2 separate regions of the Zea mays genome follow, and region 2 is linked to region 1. A link is a contact called in public Hi-C data. All regions are on one chromosome and are shown on one strand. The core of a region is the stretch at or near the end of the contact, and the rest is flanking DNA. Distances in the headings are between cores, read along the strand shown. Region 1 holds the start of LOC103645724. Region 2 holds the start of LOC100275626.

The links. A called contact is a pair of places that touch in the nucleus more often than the background predicts.
Region 2: a Hi-C map of bundle sheath shows a contact between it and region 1, with 1.7 times the contacts expected there. The contact joins the promoter of LOC100275626 here to the promoter of LOC103645724 in region 1. A contact is called at or near these places in 3 of 25 Hi-C or Micro-C datasets (bundle sheath, ear and tassel).

The regions. Positions count from the first base shown.
Region 1 is chr1:303,587,735-303,590,639 of Zm-B73-REFERENCE-NAM-5.0, reverse strand. It overlaps LOC103645724, which reads right to left and starts at 1,312. Exons shown (of 10, transcript XM_020547042.3): 1 at 725-1,312; 2 at 496-616; 3 at 132-217. The coding sequence starts at 1,104.
Region 2 is chr1:303,781,720-303,784,535 of Zm-B73-REFERENCE-NAM-5.0, reverse strand. LOC100275626 reads right to left here and starts at 1,549. Exons shown (of 1, transcript NM_001149674.1): 1 at 951-1,549. The coding sequence starts at 1,451. The coding sequence ends at 1,095. LOC100191422 reads left to right here. Exons shown (of 8, transcript NM_001358481.1): 8 at 1-688. The coding sequence ends at 486.

The sequences.
Region 1 (2,905 bases), core at 63-2,562:
TGAGTGATTGGCGCCCCAAAAAGGCGTCAACAGTAGTATACTAGTATATAGATACATGTACTTATGTCTTCATTGATTTACCTCCCATCCCACTTATCCTGAGAAAAGAAAAATGATCATCAGATGCATACCTAGGACCAGATCTTATGGACCATTTTCCTTCAAACTTCTTGAAGTCACCATCTACCATCGAGAAATGGAGTTCTCGCCCATTAATCTGAAAGAATAACCATGAACGAGTAATCATGTAAGGCAATATAACTTAATATAGAACAGAAAATGGAGGAGATCCATCATCGTTTTTTAGATTTGCTAAATATAACTCATGCAACTAAGAAATACGTCGGAGAGACACAATAGCACAGCAGCTACACAGCAAGAAGAAGAACACACGCTGACAAAACGCAAATGTTGCATTCACACCCTCATGGACTGGTCGACATGAATATTCACACCCTAGCAGTTAATGGAAGTTCAATCTGCGACAGCACATACGGAGTCAGGGATTTCCTGGAGATCCAACACGACGCGCGCCTCAATGTGCCAGTACAACGCGCGCTGCAGGCCTCTCTGCTCCAGCCATATCCGCCCTTCATGCGGACACGGAATCGTCACACTGCAAGCGAAGCACGAGCAAAACCACCCCAATCAGACACCTTCAGAAGGCACCCGTGAGAGCAATCACGGTTGCGAAGCGACAGATGGGAGACGAGAAAATGCGGACCTCTGGACGAGGTTGGGGATGAAGTCAGCGAGGCGCTCGTAGTCGGTGATGACCTGCCACAGCGTGTCGACGTCGGCGGCCACAGGCACGGACGCGAGCACCCGCCGCTCCCGCCACGACACCACGTCCACGTCGCACTTGACGCCGCGCGCCGACGCGGTAGGCCCGGCCTCCGACGCGCCCGCGCGTCCTCCGTGGTAGTGCTGGTGGTCGGCGCCCCAGTGGTCCCCTGTGGCGGCCGCGGCCGCGGCGGCGATGGAGCGCCCGGAAGGGGGCCGCGAGAGCGCGGCCGCCGCGGATCGGGGAAGCGCGCGCGCGAGATGGCTAGGGCTCGGGATACCCGGGAGGAAGGAGGCGGCGGGCGAGGCGAGAGCTTTCATCGCTCACGCGCGCGAGCGGGTGAGTGTACTTGGCCACTGGGAGTCGTGCCGTGCCTGGCGAGGAAGGAGGAGGAGGAGGCGCGCGCGGTCGGTCGCTCTCGCTGTCTCCAAGAACCGCCGGCGTCCCTGCCGAGTGGGACCTGCAGCACTGTCCCACATGTCGGTGGCATGGCTTTGGTCGACGGCGACGAGCGATAGTTTCTGCTGGGTCGGTGAGAGGCGAGTGGGGGATGTGTGGCGCGAAGGCGAGATGGCACCGTAGCCACTAGCCACTCGTGGCGCGTGGGGACGGGTCCTCCGTTTCGGTATCGTTATGGTTTGATGAATCTTCTGTGGGGTCGACATATCAGTGGCGGTGCGGTCCCGGCCTCCCTGTGTGGTGAGCGGGCAGCAGGTCGACGTGGCCCGTCCTGCGCCTCCGGTACCTGCTAATGTACAGCCTCGACCAAGCCCACTGGGCGGACATCGGGCTGGGTCGTCCAGTTGCCAACATAAAACCGACCAAATCCGGAGGCCCAGCCAAGTCGAATGGCGAGGAAATCCGATCGTAGTCTCTACTTGCAATAACTCCTAAAAAACACTCGGTATAGTTTCTTTGTCAGTTTCAAACCATTTATGTTCTTCTTCAAAATGCCCTCACATTAGACTATCTACAACGCTCTCCTCTAAAATTTTACCCCTATATCGCACTATCCAGCCACATCACTCCGATTCCACCTGTTGAGCACCAGAAACGACCGCGCGGACGGTCCAGCCCTGAGGCCGGACGGTCCGCGGTCCGGACGGACGGTCCACGGTAGTGGCGTGGACGGTCCGCGCGTGCGCAGAGTCAGTTAGGGTTTGAGTTTCTCACGGGATTTGTTACCTAAAACCGCGGGATTAGCTCGGGAAACAGCTTGTAGCGGATCCAGTCTTCCCCTTTATATAGAAGAAGGGTTACGGCCGATTGAACCCCCAACAATCGAATCAATAATCAATTTATCTCTCGTTTTTACCTTAGTCATTAGGAGTAGTTCTAGTTTAATTCTAGTTTAGCCTCTCAATCCCCAAATTCTTTGCTTCTCTTCGGCTCTACGTCGATTAGAGGTGTCTAGGTCGGTCTGCTGACCCTAGACAACACCTAGAATCTCTCCTTCCCGACGAGGTCCCTCCCGGGAGCGAGATTCAGGCGCCGTCGACGAACTCCGTCGTCCCTGCGCACGCGCGAACCGTCCGGCCCGTCAGGCAGGGAACCCTAGCCCTGCTTCAGGTCGTGGACCGTCCGGCCCCTGGTCGCGGACCATCCGCGCATGTGCAAAGAGCACCGCCGTCGGTTCTCAACGCAATAATTGGTGCCCAAATCGGCGTCAACACACTTTTTGGCGACTCCGCTGGGAAAAGGTGTCTAGATCTACTAAAATTCAGACCCTCAAATGGTCGGTTCTAAAGATCACACCGATATCTCTACAGACAATATCCTGAAACCGGCTCTTGAAAGTCTGACGGCCGATGAGCAACAGCAATACAAGGACTACATGCGTCAAGCGAAGGAGAAATTCTTATCATAATACACAGTGGATCGTCACCAGAAAGTTGTCAAACATGGAGAGACCGACTTCGCATATCTTCTATCTCCGCTTCAAGTCCCCAACGTAAGTAAACCCGACGATATCCAATCTACTAAACAATATGTAGATCAGCAGCAGAATCAAATGAAACAACAAATTAGAGGGTTATAAGAATCAATTAGAAAATTAACGCGTATATTGGAGAAGTCTGTTGCTCCTAGTTTTCCATCATATGAAACTAGTAACAACATATC
Region 2 (2,816 bases), core at 300-2,799, 190 kb before region 1:
GGCGGAATTAGAGAGCTGGTTGATCCGTTGCTGGGGAGGAACGAGTACGACTGCGATGAGATGGAGAGGATGACGCTCGCCGCCTCGCTTTGCACGAGGACATCTTCTCGCTCTCGGCCTGAGATGTCACTGGTAAGGAACTCCGTTGCAAGAAGAAGAAGAAGGAGGAATGGCTTGCGTTGCATGACTCTTTCTGACCCGCGAACGCCCTGCGTAACCACAACCAACCAGGTCCTGAGACTCCTCCAGGGCGACGACGAGGCGATCGGCTGGGCGAGGGCGCAGGTCACGGCCAGCTTCGACGGGTCCGACGAGGAGGCTGCGGCGGCGGCCCCTGACCTGAACATGCAGTCGCATCTTAACCTCGCGCTCCTCGGGGTGGAGGTGGAGGACGACGACACGCTGTCGCAGTCGCAGTCGCAATGCAGCAGCACCGTGGACACCTCGGCCGACGGCTACTGGAGCCGGTCCTCCAGTTTCGACTAGCGCTGCGGTCTGCGGGGTCTCTTTTAGTAGTAGTAGTAGTACGTTTATGTACAGTTGGTGGCAATTGGTGAGTTGATTGTTCTTGTGAGTGTTGCTAATTTATTAGCTTGGAGTTGGTTCTGTTGTGTGGTAGAAGATCTTAAAAAATTAGTTCAGATTCAGCAGAGTGTTGATGGCAATGCAATTTGTTCAGATTCGTGTTATTACCATCTTTGCGGGCCATGATTCCAACCAAGTTGCATTGCATTTCTCTTGTGGGCCTGAACGCAGCGCAGCGTGTTGGGCCTAAACTGCCTGTGAAAGGCTCGCTGCCAGAAAACAGAGGTCGGACGTCGGAGTTCAACGCGCTTGTGAGCGAAGGCGCGACGACGTCATCACAACACATTCCACCGGCGCCAAAGGCCAAAGCGCGTCGTTTCGTGTCTGTCCACGTCATCGACAGCTAGCAGCTGCGTTGCCAAATCTTTGTTCATGTCGATCCCTTCATCGTTTTCGTTTTCCGTCGATTGTTCATAGTACGACGACGACGACGACGCCTGTCGTTCCAGAACTTGATTCCCACGTTTACATGCTACATCTGATCTCTATCTACAGCGCACAGAGACTAACTAGGCGGCCTTGTCGCCGTACAGCAGGCAGAATTCGTCCTCGCAGTTGCCGGCGCCGGCGCCGGCGCGTCCTCCTCCTCCTCCTCCTCCTCCCCGTCCCCGCCGCGTGACGAAGGGCATCAGCGCCAGCGACGTGACGAAGCGCGCGGACATGGACCGCCGGTGCGAGTGCGACGGCTGCGGGTGCGGGGTCGCCAGCGGCGCGGCGACGCGGGCGGCGGGAGGAAGCGCCAGCCTCGGACTGGTCGGCGGCGGAGGGACGTCGCCGGCTGCACCTTGCTGCTTGGGGATGCCCGGCTGCACCTCCCACTTGAACGGGACGGTGCCGGGCCTCTTGAACGATTCGTCCAACGTCATGGCTGGCGGTGGCGGTGCCGGGCCTGCTCTCTGCCGGCTGCTCTCCTTGCCCTGGCTTGTCAGCGGACGCACACACGAGCTGTATAAATGCACGCTACAGAAACTAGAACTGGAACGGAGGGGGTATTAAACAGAAGGACAGGGCGATTTTTTTTTTCTGACGGAAATGGAAAGCCATCCGGGACGAAGCTGTCGGGGCAGACGCGGTGGTGGTACCCAGCTCCAGCCAGTGTCGCTCGCCGGCAATCACGCGCGCTCCAGCCAAGTGTCGCTTGCTGGCACTCGGTAGTCGGGGTAGCTACTAGCACCGTTGACCACCCGAAGCGACCGTCCGAAAAAAAATAGCCATGGATGGACCCAACCTGACACTAGCCATGGATCGAAAAAATAGCACATGATCCTACGTTTGAACAAGCAGCATATACATGCATGTGTAGAACCAGCTCCGCCGAATCTTCAAATCATTGGCCCAATCAGGCCCATCGTCGACGTGTCTACCAGGTACATTCTAGCAGCCCGCAGAATTTAATCTGCAGACAAGATACTTATATAGAATGTGAGAGGACACAACTCCTCAACTGGACAAAATTTAATCCGCGAGCTCCTCAACTCTTGTTTGTGTGGATGCAGTATGTTTTCAAGAAACTAAAATGTCACGGTCTTCTCACCGTACTCTCCTCTCTATGTTGAGGGTCTGATTTTACTGGCTTTCTGGTTTTACCTTCTCACGAGGCAGGTGGTGGCAGCATGGTAGCTCGGAGGCGACATTTAGGAGTTACTAGGACAGACATTCATAGCGTGTCTGTGAAGTTATGTTCAGACGATGAGCACCAATAGTGGTTGAGTTGTTGTGTTTATGGGCTTCAATCTAATGAAGACAAGATTCACTTTTTTTTGCGGTTGAGAGAGATTAGAGTAGTTTGTTAGGGCCCATGGGTGATTTCGAGGGATTTTAACCTCATTTTACAGGTGATGATAAAAATTGTTCGCATTTTAGCCGGACCAAGCTAGGCGCAAATTTACTTGGTTTAATCAACAAAATCAACCTACTCTTGGTAAGCTAGATAGAGTTATGTGTTCAATTGAGTGGGGTTGTTTCCTAATCCAATGCTACAAAGCGCAACATCAAAAGATTCTGATCACTGCTCAATGACACTAGGTCTCAGAGATAACAAGACTACAAAAGGCGTTTTCATTTTGAATTTGTAAGAAAAATGGACCCCGGGCTATTTGACTCAAAAGGTTTTGGTGTTTGATGATCAACATAACCTGTGGACTAATGTGTTTGCTAGTGTTTACGTTTGTAGTTCATAGGATACGAAGAGGATTGGACTAAGACAATGAGGATGCAACACCTCAAAAAAG